Regions from separate parts of the Mus musculus genome. Here regions 1, 2 and 4 are each linked to region 3. Evidence: chromatin contacts called from public Hi-C and promoter capture Hi-C data. All regions are on one chromosome and are shown on one strand. The core of a region is the stretch at or near the end of the contact, and the rest is flanking DNA. Distances in the headings are between cores, read along the strand shown. Region 1 holds the start of 1700034P13Rik (RIKEN cDNA 1700034P13 gene). Region 2 holds the start of Sgk3 (serum/glucocorticoid regulated kinase 3). Region 3 holds the start of Tcea1 (transcription elongation factor A (SII) 1). Region 4 holds the start of Rrs1 (ribosome biogenesis regulator 1).

Region 1 (3,358 bases), core at 642-3,141, 4.9 Mb after region 3:
CTGAAGCTCAAAAAAGGTTGTTGAAGGCTTAAGGGTAACCATAGACTGCCGTCCATCGTTAGTTGTTATTCGAATCTTCTTCTCCTTAGAAGTGGTAGGTGAGTAGGGAGCCTTGGTGGGGGTGGCAGGTGCAGATGATGGCCCATCACGAATAGTACTTGGAGAAACAGTTCTGGGCTGCCCCTTTTGCTCTTGTTTTAATTTCTCTGTTTTCCGTTTCTGCATCACAGAAGCTTGTTCTGTGATGTTCTGTTGAATAGTTCTTTCAGTTTTACTCATGTTTAATTCTTCCTTATGCAAAGTTTTTGTTTTCTGTCCAGTAAGAATAATTTTAGTTGGTAGCTGCGACTCCAATTCTTGTCCTTGCACATCTCCAACTCTCTGAGCATGAGCACCATCTATATTTACAGGAGTGTAATCGTCCGGATTTTTTTTTGCAGTCTGATGCAATATAGTGTGGACAACTTTCTGAACTAGGATCTCACTCCCAAATTCACCTGGAAAGTGCTTGGTAACAAGTTTCATTGCAACATCATAAACATTACTATTCAAAGATGGATCGCTTTCATACTGAAACCAATATACTGTTTCTCTGACTACTCTTCCTCCCCACTCCAAAGTGATAGGAAAAGCTTCTGGAAGATTGTCATACTCTTTACCTTCCCAAAAATGTTTGAATCCACAACCACATTTGCCACCAGTAGACCTAGAATTAGTTCTGTCTCCATCCAAATACACAATAGAGCCATCTCCTCTGACTCTTCGCACAGATGAGCCATGGCACCAATTACAAGCTGTTAGATTACTCAATCCATAGTCTGGTAGCAGAACATCTTTTACTGGATCATATGAACAAACCAAATTGTTTAAGGGAAAGCTGTAATTTTTGTCAGGCCTCAACTGCCCATGAGTACTTTTTGCCAAGTTATACAGTTTCCCTCCTGGAGCCAACCACTCAGAAGGGACATGAAGTTCAGAAAGGGCACCACAAAGCAAACACTTGTGAAGGCGATTGTCCATTACTGCCTTTTTAGCAGCTGCTGTAACTTCCTCAGGCTGAACTCCTATCACCCCAGTCCTTCTGTAGAAATACTGATGTACATCAGCAACCAAACTAGGATGGATACCATGTTTGTCCATAAAGACTTCTTCCATAGCAGCAACCAGCCTAAGTAAGTACTTATCCTGCAAACTTCTGTCTCCTCCAATAACACAGCCACCATCCTCCTCAAGCTTGATGTACTTTTTAATAAGGTCCTGAGGCACACCCCATGCTTTAGGTAACAAATTCATGGGTAGTTTGGGCAGGGCAGCCCCCTTTATGCCTACCAAGGGAATATAATGGTTTCTACCAGAGCTACTCCACGCAATACAGATTGGCTTGTTCAAATGACCATCTCTCCCAGTGCATTTCTCTGCAGGTATGAGGCCAGGTAGAAAGGTGGCTGAATAATCACCAGAGCTTCTCATGCCGCTGAGGGAATCTAAAAGAATTATGGGACGATGTAACACATTGGCAAGGCCGAATATGTGGATATTCCTCAGGCCTAAGGGGACACCTTCAGGTGGCACAAACAGAGGGTCACATTCATTGATAATGTCCTCCCACTCGGCAGCATCAATAAAGTCATGAAACAGGGCTTGATATCGGGCTAGGTGCTGCTGAAAGTGCTGCTTAAGATTCTCCCTCAGAGCATGCCAGAAGAGCTCTCGGCCTACTAGAGCCCTAGACACAGCATGCACTAGGCAGTGTCCATCCCCATCCACATGCACTGGGATGAGGCATTCTTGACTTTTATTAGCCCGTTTGATATCCTCGAGCGTGTCGTGCAAATACAGGAGGCTTCCGGAGCGGTCCTTGCCATAGCCCACTGTGTTGACGTGCTCTGGTTCGATGAGGAAGGCCCGGTCACCAAGTAACGCGCAATCGAACAGTTCGCCTTGGTTCATGTCCCGGAGAAGCTTGGCCCGGCCCGTTTGTTTGTCCATTCCATAGCGTGCCAATATTGGCGACAATAATTTGCAGTGGTAGTTGGAGAGGCCCATCACCTTTACCAGTTCCGTGTTCTTCTTGGGAGCCCCCGTCACTCCGAGTAGCGCGTTCCGCAGCAGATTGTGCAGCACTACGTCCGGGTCGGTCACCTCCTCCACTCCCAGCAGCTGTTGCTGCTCGTGCCGCTGTCCGCACTCGGTACACTCGATGCTGACAGAACCCGAGGCCGGGAAGAAGAGGCGCGCCTGGCACTTGGGATCCGGGCAACTCCCGGAAAGGATTCTTCGGTCCCTTCGTTTCGAAAGGCCCCCCGGAGAAGCCGCCGCCGCCAGAGACGACGAAGTCTGCGGAGCCTCAGGGGGAGGCGGCGGCGGCGGCAGCGGAGGAGGCGGCGGCGGCTGAGACATCGCTCTCGGCTCTCGCTCGGCGTCCCAAGCGACCCTCAAAGGCACATAGCCAGACCTCCGCCGGCCCGACGAGGTCTAGTCCAGGCCCAGGGCGAATGGCTTTCCTTTTCCTACCAGTTCCTCCTCCTCCTAGGCGAAGGCGGAAGCGCCGGACGTTGTTTCTCTTCTCACTTCTCCACTGCCTTAGCCGTTGCCCCGAACGTAACGGCCACCACCCCACCCCGCACTCACACTCACTCACTCTCGCTCTCTCCCTCAGACACAGACATACACGCCCTCACTGAGACTGCGCAGGCGTAGCTTCTGCTCTGCCCTCTGGGAACCAGAGTCTTCCGGCTCCTCTCTCGCGAAGGAGTGCTAGGCGCTTCCGTCCAGAAAGAACTTCAAATACCGTGATGCAAAGCGACTCGACGCACGCGGGGAGGAGGAAGAGGAAGGCACTCGGAAGGTGGGGGCAGAAAGGAAGTCGATGATTCGCGGAGCTTGTCGGTAGTTGTATTTTTAACTGGATCTCTTTTGTAGTTTGTCCCCCATTCTATGGCCCACGAGAAAGAGTCAGAGAAATCACATTCCTAGGCTGCTGTGGGTAGTGTCCCCCTGCACTTTCCCCTTGCGCAGAAAGGAGTGTGCTTGGGGAAAACAAAAGTGCAAAGGATTGGTGTGGAAGAGGGTCTAAAGTCCACCACCACTGCTAGGAAGTCCGGGTTAAAGGTCCTAAGAACATGGAAGGAGTTTTCTATGAGGCTACTTTTTTTTTTAAGTATATTAATTTTTCAAATACGATGTCATTTTTTTAAAATTACCACTTAGCTAGCAAGTGCCGTAACTGAGCTTCTATCTTATTCGTAGTTATAAGCTGGTAGGTTAATGATGAAAGGTCACAGTTTGAGAATTACTGATCGCCAACTTGTAAGAACACTTTTAAAGAAAACATCCTGTTATTATATTTGTCTTTTTG
Region 2 (3,301 bases), core at 637-3,136, 4.9 Mb after region 3:
GCATCCAGGATTTGATCCCTAGAATTAAGTAGAAAAGTTAATTTTAAGGGTGAGGAAGATGGCTCAGTCAGTAGAGTGCTTGCTGCACTGATGTGAGGACCTGAGTTTGGGTGCCATGTACAAAGCCAGCTATGATGGTGCCTAATCACAGCGCTGGGAAGGCAGACAGGGGAGGACCCTGGAGCTCACAGGACAGCCAAGATGCCAACAGCCAGGTCTAAGATCAGCAAGAGACTCCATCTCAGAAAATAAGCCGGACAACGTCTGGGGAAGAAAACTACTTCTGATCTCCACCCTGTATGCATGCTTACATGTGTGTGCATGTACACACACACACACACACACACACACACACACACACACACTCACTCACAAGCCCATACCTAACTTCCTCTTAATCAAATGAAGATCATCCTCATTTCTTGTCCATAAATGTTGGTGGGCTCTCGATCTCTCTTCCCCCCTCCCCCGCCCCACGTTCTTTATAGTGGTAAGACAAATTTATCCTGGAAACACTAAAATGGTTTCCATCTGTTTTTTTTTTTTTCCCTAACGTCAAAATGTGGTGATAGTTAGGTATTTATCTTTTAATCGAGAATGATGTCATTCCCTTAGTGTTTATTGACATAAAATTTCCTTTTGTCCAAGAGCATTTCTTCAGTATTATGAATATGGCTTTAATTAGCAGATACACTGATCACTTGTTTTTTTGTCACAGAGAAGATGTGTGCTTTATTGTGTGTATTGCTTTGTAAGCAGATCATAGTGGAACATATAAATGACTGCTGCAATATGTTGGGCTCTATGAACTGTATTTTCTTGTCCATTTCCCAAAGCCATGGAGAATCGCTGTTAAGAAAGTCCTGTGAGAATAATAGGTTTCACAGTATAAAAGAATTTGGGTTCACAACCTATTTTAAGGACAAGGCCATATTGCAGCATGGATAGTACAAATAACTTTTCTTACATTTATTCATGAGGCTAAATCTTCTGAGTATCGTTCTAAAATATAAAGAGTTCTTTGAATTTACGGAACTCACTCATTCATCTCAGTTCCTCTATTTGTTCATAGATTTGTGGCAAATTTTCTGGAACCATATGATTCAAAGGGTAGATTAATGTAAAATATGAAGCATGCCATGCAGACAGAAATCCTTTAAACAGTTGTGTGGGTCTACTTTCACGTGGTATCAGATAAAACCTAAACTACAGTGGTGGTGTGGCTCTCTAGTTCAAAATTTTAACTCTACTCCACAACCATTGAATCGTGTAATTCTTAGTTCCCCATTCACAGAACGGGTTTTTAAAAACGCAGCTTCTGTAGTTAAATGGACAAGCACCAGCAGTAGAGTGTGTTGGGTAGTTTAAAAATAACAAACAAAAATAATCCATAGATCTAAAATGATCAAGAGAAACGCATATTATCTGTACATAGCATCTATCTGCCAATTTGTGAGAGCCCTCGCTCATCCATAAACACTGGTCAAAAAAAAAAAAAAAAATCAATCTGCTGACGTGGGAAAAAGTGTAGAAAACTGCCCAGAAAAAGCTAAAGGAAGCACAGTGGGCTCTCCAGATCGTCCGAATACTTATTTGGCTTCTGCAGCGTCCAGCTTGCAGGAAGCCGCAGCCCCCAGCCCTCTGCCACCGCCCGGGTCCGCTCTGCCGCCCGGGCTCCCGAGTGGGCCAAGGTCACCCTCGCCGCGGACCTCGCGCATCCCGTCAGCTGAGCGCAGGAGTCCGGCGGCGTCTCCTCCTGAACTTTGCACCCCGCGTGACGGGCGAGCGCGGGTAGCCGAGCGGTCCCGCCATCCGCGCGGGTCCCGGCCGACCCCGCCGTCCCCTCGCGCCGCCCGCCCGCCCGCCCGCCGCCCGGCGCTTCGCGGGAGGAGCCGCCGTGACGCGTCAGGGAGGAAACGCCGGCGCCCGGCCGCGCCGCCGGGAAGAAGAAACTGCCAGCGCTCTGGGCTCCGCGCCCGGGCGCCCGGACGCCGCACAGCCGGGTAGGTGCGGGGCGGGTGCGCCGGTCTGCGTGCCGGGGTCCCGGCCGGGCTCTCTCGGGCGCCGGGGTCCCGCCGCGGCCCGGCGCGGTCTTTGTGTGCTCCGGGAGAGCTCAGCGCCGTGGCGTGGGGCTCCCTCGCGCGGGGGAGCGCGGGCGGCTCGCCCGGCCCCCCGAGCGGGGCAGCGGGTGGCGAGGACCCGGGAGCCCACCTGACGCGGGATGGGGTTCTGCGCGGACCCGCCGGGGCGACGGTGTGAAGTGGTCGGCAGGGCTAGATCGCGTCGCCACTCTTTTTCAAGTTCTCAGACTCGAACCCTTCGGTCTGTTTTCGCTCGGTCGATTCTCACGGTTCAAGCACCGACGAATGCCGCCTTAAAGCGCGCTGAGGTTTTCGGTTCTAGGGCGCGCTTAGGGATGGTTCTTTGGACCGGTAGAAAAGAGAAGGGATTCGCCTCTTGAAACAAAGGTCTTTGACTTAATGTTGCACCGAATGCCTGGTTGAACTGCAGTTCTGCAGGCAGAGACTATGCTGGATGCACTTAGGATTCGAGAATAAACACAGAAGAAGAAAGAGAGAGAGAGAGAGGGGGAGAGAGAGAGAGAGAGAGAGAGAGAAAGAGAGAGGAAAACAAAACAACAAAACCCCAAAAACGCCTCTTGGGTAGAGTCTTGCCCTTCTCACTAGATTGTTTACCTAACAGGCCTGGAAAGTGCCTGCTTTATTTAGCAAACACAGCTCATACTATGAACTGCTCTGTTTCCTAAGTGCTTTATAAATATTACCTCAAATTCTTAACTCAAAATGATAAGTTATTTGTGGTTGTAGCCACGAAGAGGCCATGCATACTCTAGTTCCCCAATGTTATAGAAAGAGCTGGAAACATTAGAGGAAGTTTCAGACATATTTTAGGAATGGGTGTGCCTTCTGCCCCCTTAGGCTACCACTCCCTTAAGGCAAGTTCTTACCCTTCATTCCCCGTAGGATTCAGGCGTGGAGAGATGGGACCTGTTGCTGGCAGGTCTCAGGCCAGATCCCATGTAACTTCAGAAAGGTGGACTCTCTGATTCCAAGTCTGACAACTCAGACATCAGAAGTTCCCTTTCTTTACACTGCCACTGGACTGAACCTAGTTTTGTTTTTATAGGGAGCTTTGTTTTCAATATGTTTGACAATTTATATGACGTGGCTCAGATGGGAGCATCAGATTAAACTTGAACTGTGAAACAGAACCCTTTTTGTTTGTAGACATTACCATTAACAGTTTGGTAATTTTTTTTTTTGCGGTTGGTTGTTGCTGG
Region 3 (3,281 bases), core at 506-3,005:
GCAGAACTGCAAACAACTAGTTGGAAGGGATGGCTGGATATGTGGGTGAGGTCTAGTGATCCTCCAGGCCTACCTCTATGAACTTCAACAGTCAACAAGCTCTATGATGAACTTCCCAAGCAGGCACAACTGAGCTCAGAGTAATAACAGCTCTTCCGCTCTATGTTCCTGATGATAAATGATGGAAAGCTTGGAAACTGTCAGGGGTCATAATGTACAGCACGTGTGGTTCTGTAAACACCTCGTACTTGAAATCAGTTAAACTGGATATGGTGGTGCTCGCCTGCAATCCTAGCAGGATTTTATGGATAACTTGGGCTTCATAGATAACTAAGGCAAGCATAGGCTACAAAAGACCCTGTCTAAAAACAAAAAGCTAAAATGGTAAACTTTGTTTCTCTTACAACACTTAAAACTTAACTTGAGGCTGGGGAGATGGCTAAGTGGACAGGAGTACTTGTTTTCCAAGCATGAGTGCCTGGGGTTCTGAGATGGAATTCCCAGCACCTGCAGAAAAAAGCTGGGCATAGATGTGCATTCCTGCAACCACAATGCTTGGGAGTCTAAGAGAGGCCGATTGGGGAATTTGCTGGCCAGTCAGCCTAGCTGACTTCAAACTTCTAATTCAGGGAGAGACCCTGTCTCAAGGCAGTGGAGACCAGATAGATATCTTGAACCATAAAGGGCTTTATCTTAGTATAGAGAGAATCTTAAGTGGTAAATTTTGGTTAATGGTAATTAACTTTGAAATGCTGTTATGCATAGTGTGAATTGGTAGTAAATGGTTTAACTGGACACAGACCCACTTTCTCATCTGCAAATGAGAAAATGTTGTCCCCTCTTTTTTTTTTTTTTTTTTTTTTTTTTCCGGTTTTTCGAGACAGGGTTTCTCTGTGTAGCTCTGGCTGTCCTGGAACTCACTTTGTAGACCAGACTGGCCTCGAACTCAGAAATCCGCCTGCCTCTGCCTCCCAAGTGCTGAGATCAAAGGCGTGGGGCACCACTGCCTGGTGATTGTCTCCTCTTTATTACCTCACAAGGAAATTGAAGGAAAAGGACAAAGAAAATAAATGAAAAGCATGAGTTATGGGTGAAAAATGGTACTGAACCATTTACTTTCAATAGAAACTGATTAGTCAAAGTGGAATTCACTGTTACCCTGGGGAGCTATACTTTATTTGATCTTAAGTTTAAAGTGTGAAAATGCACATTAGTTATATGCCACGGCCTTCTATCATGCTTGGTGACAAATGTTTAATTTGACACGACATGTGTTTTAGTTAACTTTTTTCATTGGAAAGAAGATATTTTGAGTCTTAAAAGTCTGTAATGTTCATTGGCTCCTGATTTATTAACTTTCAACACATGGAACAAAGTAAAAACAATCCCAGACACTATACATGTCATTTTTTTACCGTGGCTTTTTTTAAGTCACAATTCTCAAGGCCGTCGTCTTTTTAGTCGGTTTTCATCAGCAGGCTAGATGGTTTGAATATCTGAGTCCAAGAGTGAGCCTCAGTGCTCATGCGCTTTAAGCCCTCGGCAATGCCTGTCCTGCGTCCCAGAGAACGCTCTGCCGGAGGGGTTTCGATGGAACTCGTAGCAACCTACCGCCTACTGCCTGATCCCTCTGGCGTGAAAGCCGGACTCCGTCCAACTCCAGCTCGCCAGCAACGCGAGTCCGGATAGGGCCGGAAGTTCCAGACTGCTGGGGGCGGGAATAGATTAAAAGAACAGCGCACGCCTGAGCGAGCCACTTCTACTTTCCAGTCTCCTGCGATCGATTCGTAGTGCCTGTGTGGCGCGCGCGGTGCTTGACTGGCACGGCCTAGGGGGCGGAGCGCTTATCCCTGCCGCCGCGGGCCGGGTCTGTGAGGAAGGCCTAGGCCAGCGGCTTCGCGGCTTGTCCAACGTCCGCGCAGCTTCTCTCGCTTCCCGTCCGCTGTGGCCGGGCGAGGGGAGGCCTTCCGGAGCCATGGAGGACGAGGTGGTTCGCATTGCCAAGAAGATGGACAAAATGGTGCAGAAAAAGAATGCGGTAAGCGGGCGGGCCCGGGGCAGGCCGCGGCCGAGTCCGCGACACCGGCCCACGCGGAGTCAGTCAGGGCCGGGCCGGGCCGGGCCGCGCCGCGCGCCCTCCGGGCTTTCAGGTCCGTGCTGCCCACGGCCGCAGTGAGCCCAGGACTGAAGCCCTCGACGCTGGGCTGAGAGAATGTACGGTGGCCGCCGCCGGTTACCCCAGAGCGGCTTCGCTGGGTGCCGCGGTCAGTTGCAGACGGGCCGTAAAGTGTGTTTATCCCAGCTCTGCCTTACACCCACTTGGTAATCACAAACAGAAAATACGCCGCCCCTTGGCAAGTCGGCCTGCGTGCGATGTGCCGGGCAGCCGGCTGCTGCTGCTCCGCGGGTATGGTGCTGAGGCTGCAGCGGGACGGATGACATCCTCTGTTCCTTGATTGGTCTGTGTGGATGTGTCCCTCGGTGTGTACCACTTTCCATCCCTTTGCTTCCACACTTGACCTCTCCAGCCAGCTTCACTTGAATCTCTTCTTCCAGACGCAGCAGGTTTGCATTATCAAAACACCAGAGACTTTTGCCATTTGTGAAGTAAAAGCCGTGCAGAGATGCTAAACGTTTGTGCAGTGAGTGCTTTAGAGTTACGCGCCTCTGCAGAATTCTTTTTATGAGTCAAGAAACTGAGTCAGAGCTAAAGTGCTGTCGCTTAAATACTGTGTAGTTTTGCTTGAGCTAGGAGCTCGCTGACTTTCCACTCGCTGCCAGCTTAGGATTTAGTGTTAATACCAAATAATGTAAGACTTTCAGACGCCCCCGGTTCCTCTTTCTTAAACAGGTGTGTTGACCCGCATTTAATTTCATGCCCCGTTAATCCGTATGTACGATTTTGGTCCTTTCAAATATTTCCTGTTTGTTTTCTGTTCCAGATATTAGCCTGTGTTGTTTTTCTTTCTTACTGATTGAGCTATTTCATTACTTGATGCAGGTGATGAGTTCTGGTTATATGATAGGTTAAACATTTTTTTTTTTTTTAAATTGGGAAACCTCTCTCTGGCTGAAGGTTCCCAGATTGCCACAGAGGAAACTCGCAAGAAGAAAAAAGTCATTAACTTCGTAACTTATTTTCCCAAATACATCAAGACAGACTTCAAGTCATTCTCAAATCTGATTTCTGGTAGTGCAAAACCATAACTAAGATGAAAATTTGTCTTGAAAAAGAAGACAAAGCTGTTTTTTTTTTTAATTGCTTTTTCTTTCATTTTCCA
Region 4 (3,360 bases), core at 304-2,803, 4.7 Mb after region 3:
AGGAGCAACTTTGGAGGAAGCTTTGTGCTGTGTAGATTTTGACATCTGGTCTAGCACCAAGAGGAAAACAAAGAATTATAGTGGCTCCTGCCTGTAATGCCAGAATTTGGGAGGCAGAGGCAAGGGAATTAATTCCAAGACCATTCTTAGCTATATAGCAAACTTAAACCACATTAAAAACAAAAATGATTTGGATGACTCCATATGCAACTAAGGCTAGCCTTGAACACCTGGCCCTCCTGCCTCTTTCTCTAGAGTGCTGGGATTATACACCATACCCAGTTTAGTCTGCATTTTTTAAATGTCTATTTATGGGGGACGGGGAAGGCAGTGAAGGATGGAGATAACAATGATACCTGTATGAAAGCACCATATTGAAAATAATTACTTTGCATTCTAACCAAAAACTTAGTTTAAAAAATGGAACTGGACACTGGATATTGCATGCCTGAAACACTAATGCTTGAGAGAGAGGTAGGAGAATCAAGAAGTTCTCAGTGGTGGTGCACACCTTTAATCCCAGCACTTGGGAGGCAGAGGAAAGCAGATTTCTGAGTTCGAAGCCAGCCTGGTCTACAGAGTGAGTTCCAGGACAGCCAGGGCTATACAGAGAAACCCTGTCTCAAAAAATAACAAAAAACAAACAAACAAAAAAGAAGTCAAGTTCTCTTTCGATGTACAGGGAGTTCAAGCTCGGCCTCCGGTTCATGTGATCTAAACTAAAAAATAAATAAATCAGTAAAAGTCTACTTATGTGACAAGACAAAAAAACCAACCAAACAAACAAACAAACAAAACACTTTTTTGGATGACATTAGATGAACATGTGCCCATTCTAACACCGGACTGAGGTAAAAACCTATAAAAATAGATGGCAGTAAATAGTAAACTGAGATTTTTAACTCCCTAGGCCACCATGACTACTGAATAAAAACTATTTGGTTTTCACTGGATCTTAGCCTTCCTCCAAGCTTATTAACACATTTACCTTTAAAACACTCCTGGATACTACCAGAGTCTCCATCTTCCACGATTTTTCAGGCCTACACAAATATCACAGGAACAAACAATGGCATGGCCAGAATTGGTGCCCAGGCCACGTACAGACAAACTGCAAGCCCTACTAAGTCGCAAAACAATGCCTAACTTGGACAGGTATCCGTGGGATCTGTCTCCGCTCACACCTAGGGCACAGAGAACGGGCTATAACTCTGGGGAAATAATTTGTCTCGCCCCAAACACCTCTGTAATAGATTTACCCATAGACACTGTGGTGTAGACGCTCCATTCGGAAGCTACAATGCAGGCACTTCCAAGAGTTTGAGCAGCCCGCGTCCTACTGCACTACCTCTGCCCCACAGCATGCTGGGAAACGTAGTCCCAACCAGGTCCTGAGCTGGTTAGCCAACCCTCAGCGCCAGTCGGGCCAACATCCGGTGACGAATCCAAGTCCCGCCTCTAAGCCCATCTGCTGTCCAATGCCGCCCTCTGCCGGTCTTTACCTCCCCGCCTAGCTGTGAGCCGCTTCCAGACAACCCGGAAGTGATCTTTCCTCTTCCGGATTACGGGTCCGGACGTCCGCACGTGGTTGCCGGTTTAGGGTGCTGCTGTAGTGGCGATACGTCCCGCCGCTGTCCCGAAGTGAGGGATCCGAGCCGCAGCGAGAGCCATGGAGGGCCAGCGCGTGGAGGAGCTGCTGGCCAAGGCAGAGCAGGAGGAGGCGGAGAAGCTGCAGCGCATCACGGTGCACAAGGAGCTGGAGCTGGAGTTCGACCTGGGCAACCTGCTGGCTTCGGACCGCAACCCCCCGACCGTGCTGCGCCAGGCCGGGCCGTCGCCGGAGGCCGAGCTGCGGGCCCTGGCGCGGGACAACACGCAGCTGCTCATCAACCAGCTGTGGCGGCTGCCGACCGAGCGCGTGGAGGAGGCGGTGGTCGCGCGCTTGCCGGAGCCCGCCACTCGCCTGCCCCGCGAGAAGCCGCTGCCCCGACCACGGCCGCTCACCCGCTGGCAGCAGTTCGCGCGCCTTAAGGGAATCCGTCCCAAGAAGAAGACCAACCTCGTGTGGGACGAGGCGAGTGGCCAGTGGCGGCGCCGTTGGGGCTACAAGCGCGCCCGGGATGACACTAAAGAATGGCTGATCGAGGTGCCTGGGAGCGCCGACCCCATGGAAGACCAGTTCGCCAAGAGGACTCAGGCCAAGAAAGAACGCGTGGCCAAGAATGAGCTGAACCGTCTGCGGAACCTGGCTCGCGCGCACAAGATGCAGATGCCCAGCTCAGCCGGCCTGCACCCTACTGGACACCAGAGTAAGGAAGAGCTGGGCCGCGCCATGCAAGTGGCCAAGGTTTCCACCGCTTCGGTGGGACGCTTCCAGGAGCGCCTTCCCAAGGAGAAAGCTCCCCGGGGCTCCGGCAAGAAGAGGAAGTTTCAGCCCCTCTTTGGGGACTTCGCAGCCGAGAAAAAGAACCAGTTGGAGCTACTTCGAGTCATGAACAGCAAGAAACCTCGGCTGGACGTGACGAGGGCCACCAACAAGCAGATGAGGGAAGAGGACCAGGAGGAGGCTGCCAAGAGGAGGAAAATGAGCCAGAAAGGCAAGAGGAAAGGGGGCCGGCAAGGACCTTCGGGCAAGAGAAAGGGCGGCCCGCCGGGTCAGGGAGAAAAGAGGAAAGGAGGCTTGGGAAGCAAAAAGCATTCCTGGCCTTCTGCTTTAGCTGGCAAGAAGAAAGGAGTGCCGCCCCAAGGTGGGAAGAGGAGGAAGTAGCGTTCTCCCCTCGGGACCAGTTCTGAAAAGCTGGGACTGTACTAAAAGTTAACTTGGGCGGTATAGGTGGCCGCTGCCCTCAGTGACATTTGACATTAAAAGGACGGGTTTGCCTTCCCTCGAGTCAGTGCTGGACGAGTTAATAGAGACACTGACTGGAAATTGGTGTATTTTGAGAATTATAGAAATGATATAGCCAGAACCAGGAATAAGTTAAGGCCTGCCTTTTTATCTTGACTTTGGATACTGCGTTACAGTAGATTGGTTTCAACATTTTTGCATTATTTTTATAACAAAGCTTGTGTATTTATCAAAGCGGGGAGGGCGGGGGAAAATTATATCTACCTGTGATTTGCAAGTATTGTAAATGGATGCAGGTACCTGGTGTTGCTTTTAACTTTTACTGTCGGTAGAGGTTGCATGTGAAGCCAGTAACCTGGGCACCAATATGGAGTGTGCTTGAGAAAAACAAAGTAGTTACAGTGGTTCTAAAAAAGACCCCTTGTTTTAGGAAAACTTTGGCCCTAACTATAATATTAAAAGTATAGTGCTTTTTGGTGTTGGTTCAGGTGGTGCATTTGGCCAATGGATTG

What was found. Promoter capture Hi-C pulls out the DNA fragments that hold promoters and counts their contacts. A called contact is a pair of places that touch in the nucleus more often than the background predicts.
Region 1: a Hi-C map of B cells shows a contact between it and region 3, with 6 read pairs. The contact joins the promoter of 1700034P13Rik here to the promoter of Tcea1 in region 3. A contact is called at or near these places in 2 of 39 promoter capture datasets (cranial neural crest and pre-B cells) and 2 of 484 Hi-C or Micro-C datasets (B cells and CD4 T cells).
Region 2: a promoter capture Hi-C map of pre-B cells shows a contact between it and region 3. The contact joins the promoter of Sgk3 here to the promoter of Tcea1 in region 3. A contact is called at or near these places in 2 of 39 promoter capture datasets (cranial neural crest and pre-B cells).
Region 4: a contact with region 3 is called in a promoter capture Hi-C map of pre-B cells. The contact joins the promoter of Rrs1 here to the promoter of Tcea1 in region 3. A contact is called at or near these places in 1 of 39 promoter capture datasets (pre-B cells), 1 of 484 Hi-C or Micro-C datasets (uterus) and 1 of 9 other capture datasets (pancreatic islet).

The regions. Positions count from the first base shown.
Region 1 is chr1:9,745,757-9,749,114 of GRCm38.p6, forward strand. It overlaps 1700034P13Rik (RIKEN cDNA 1700034P13 gene), which reads left to right and starts at 1,892. Exons shown (of 4, transcript NR_040462.1): 1 at 1,892-2,848. It overlaps Vcpip1 (valosin containing protein (p97)/p47 complex interacting protein 1), which reads right to left and starts at 2,626. Exons shown (of 3, transcript NM_173443.3): 1 at 1-2,626. The coding sequence starts at 2,400.
Region 2 is chr1:9,796,244-9,799,544 of GRCm38.p6, forward strand. Sgk3 (serum/glucocorticoid regulated kinase 3) reads left to right here and starts at 1,887. Exons shown (of 18, transcript NM_133220.2): 1 at 1,887-2,003.
Region 3 is chr1:4,855,939-4,859,219 of GRCm38.p6, forward strand. It overlaps Tcea1 (transcription elongation factor A (SII) 1), which reads left to right and starts at 1,756. Exons shown (of 10, transcript NM_011541.4): 1 at 1,756-2,038. The coding sequence starts at 1,976.
Region 4 is chr1:9,543,855-9,547,214 of GRCm38.p6, forward strand. It overlaps Rrs1 (ribosome biogenesis regulator 1), which reads left to right and starts at 1,554. Exons shown (of 1, transcript NM_021511.2): 1 at 1,554-3,360. The coding sequence starts at 1,670. The coding sequence ends at 2,767.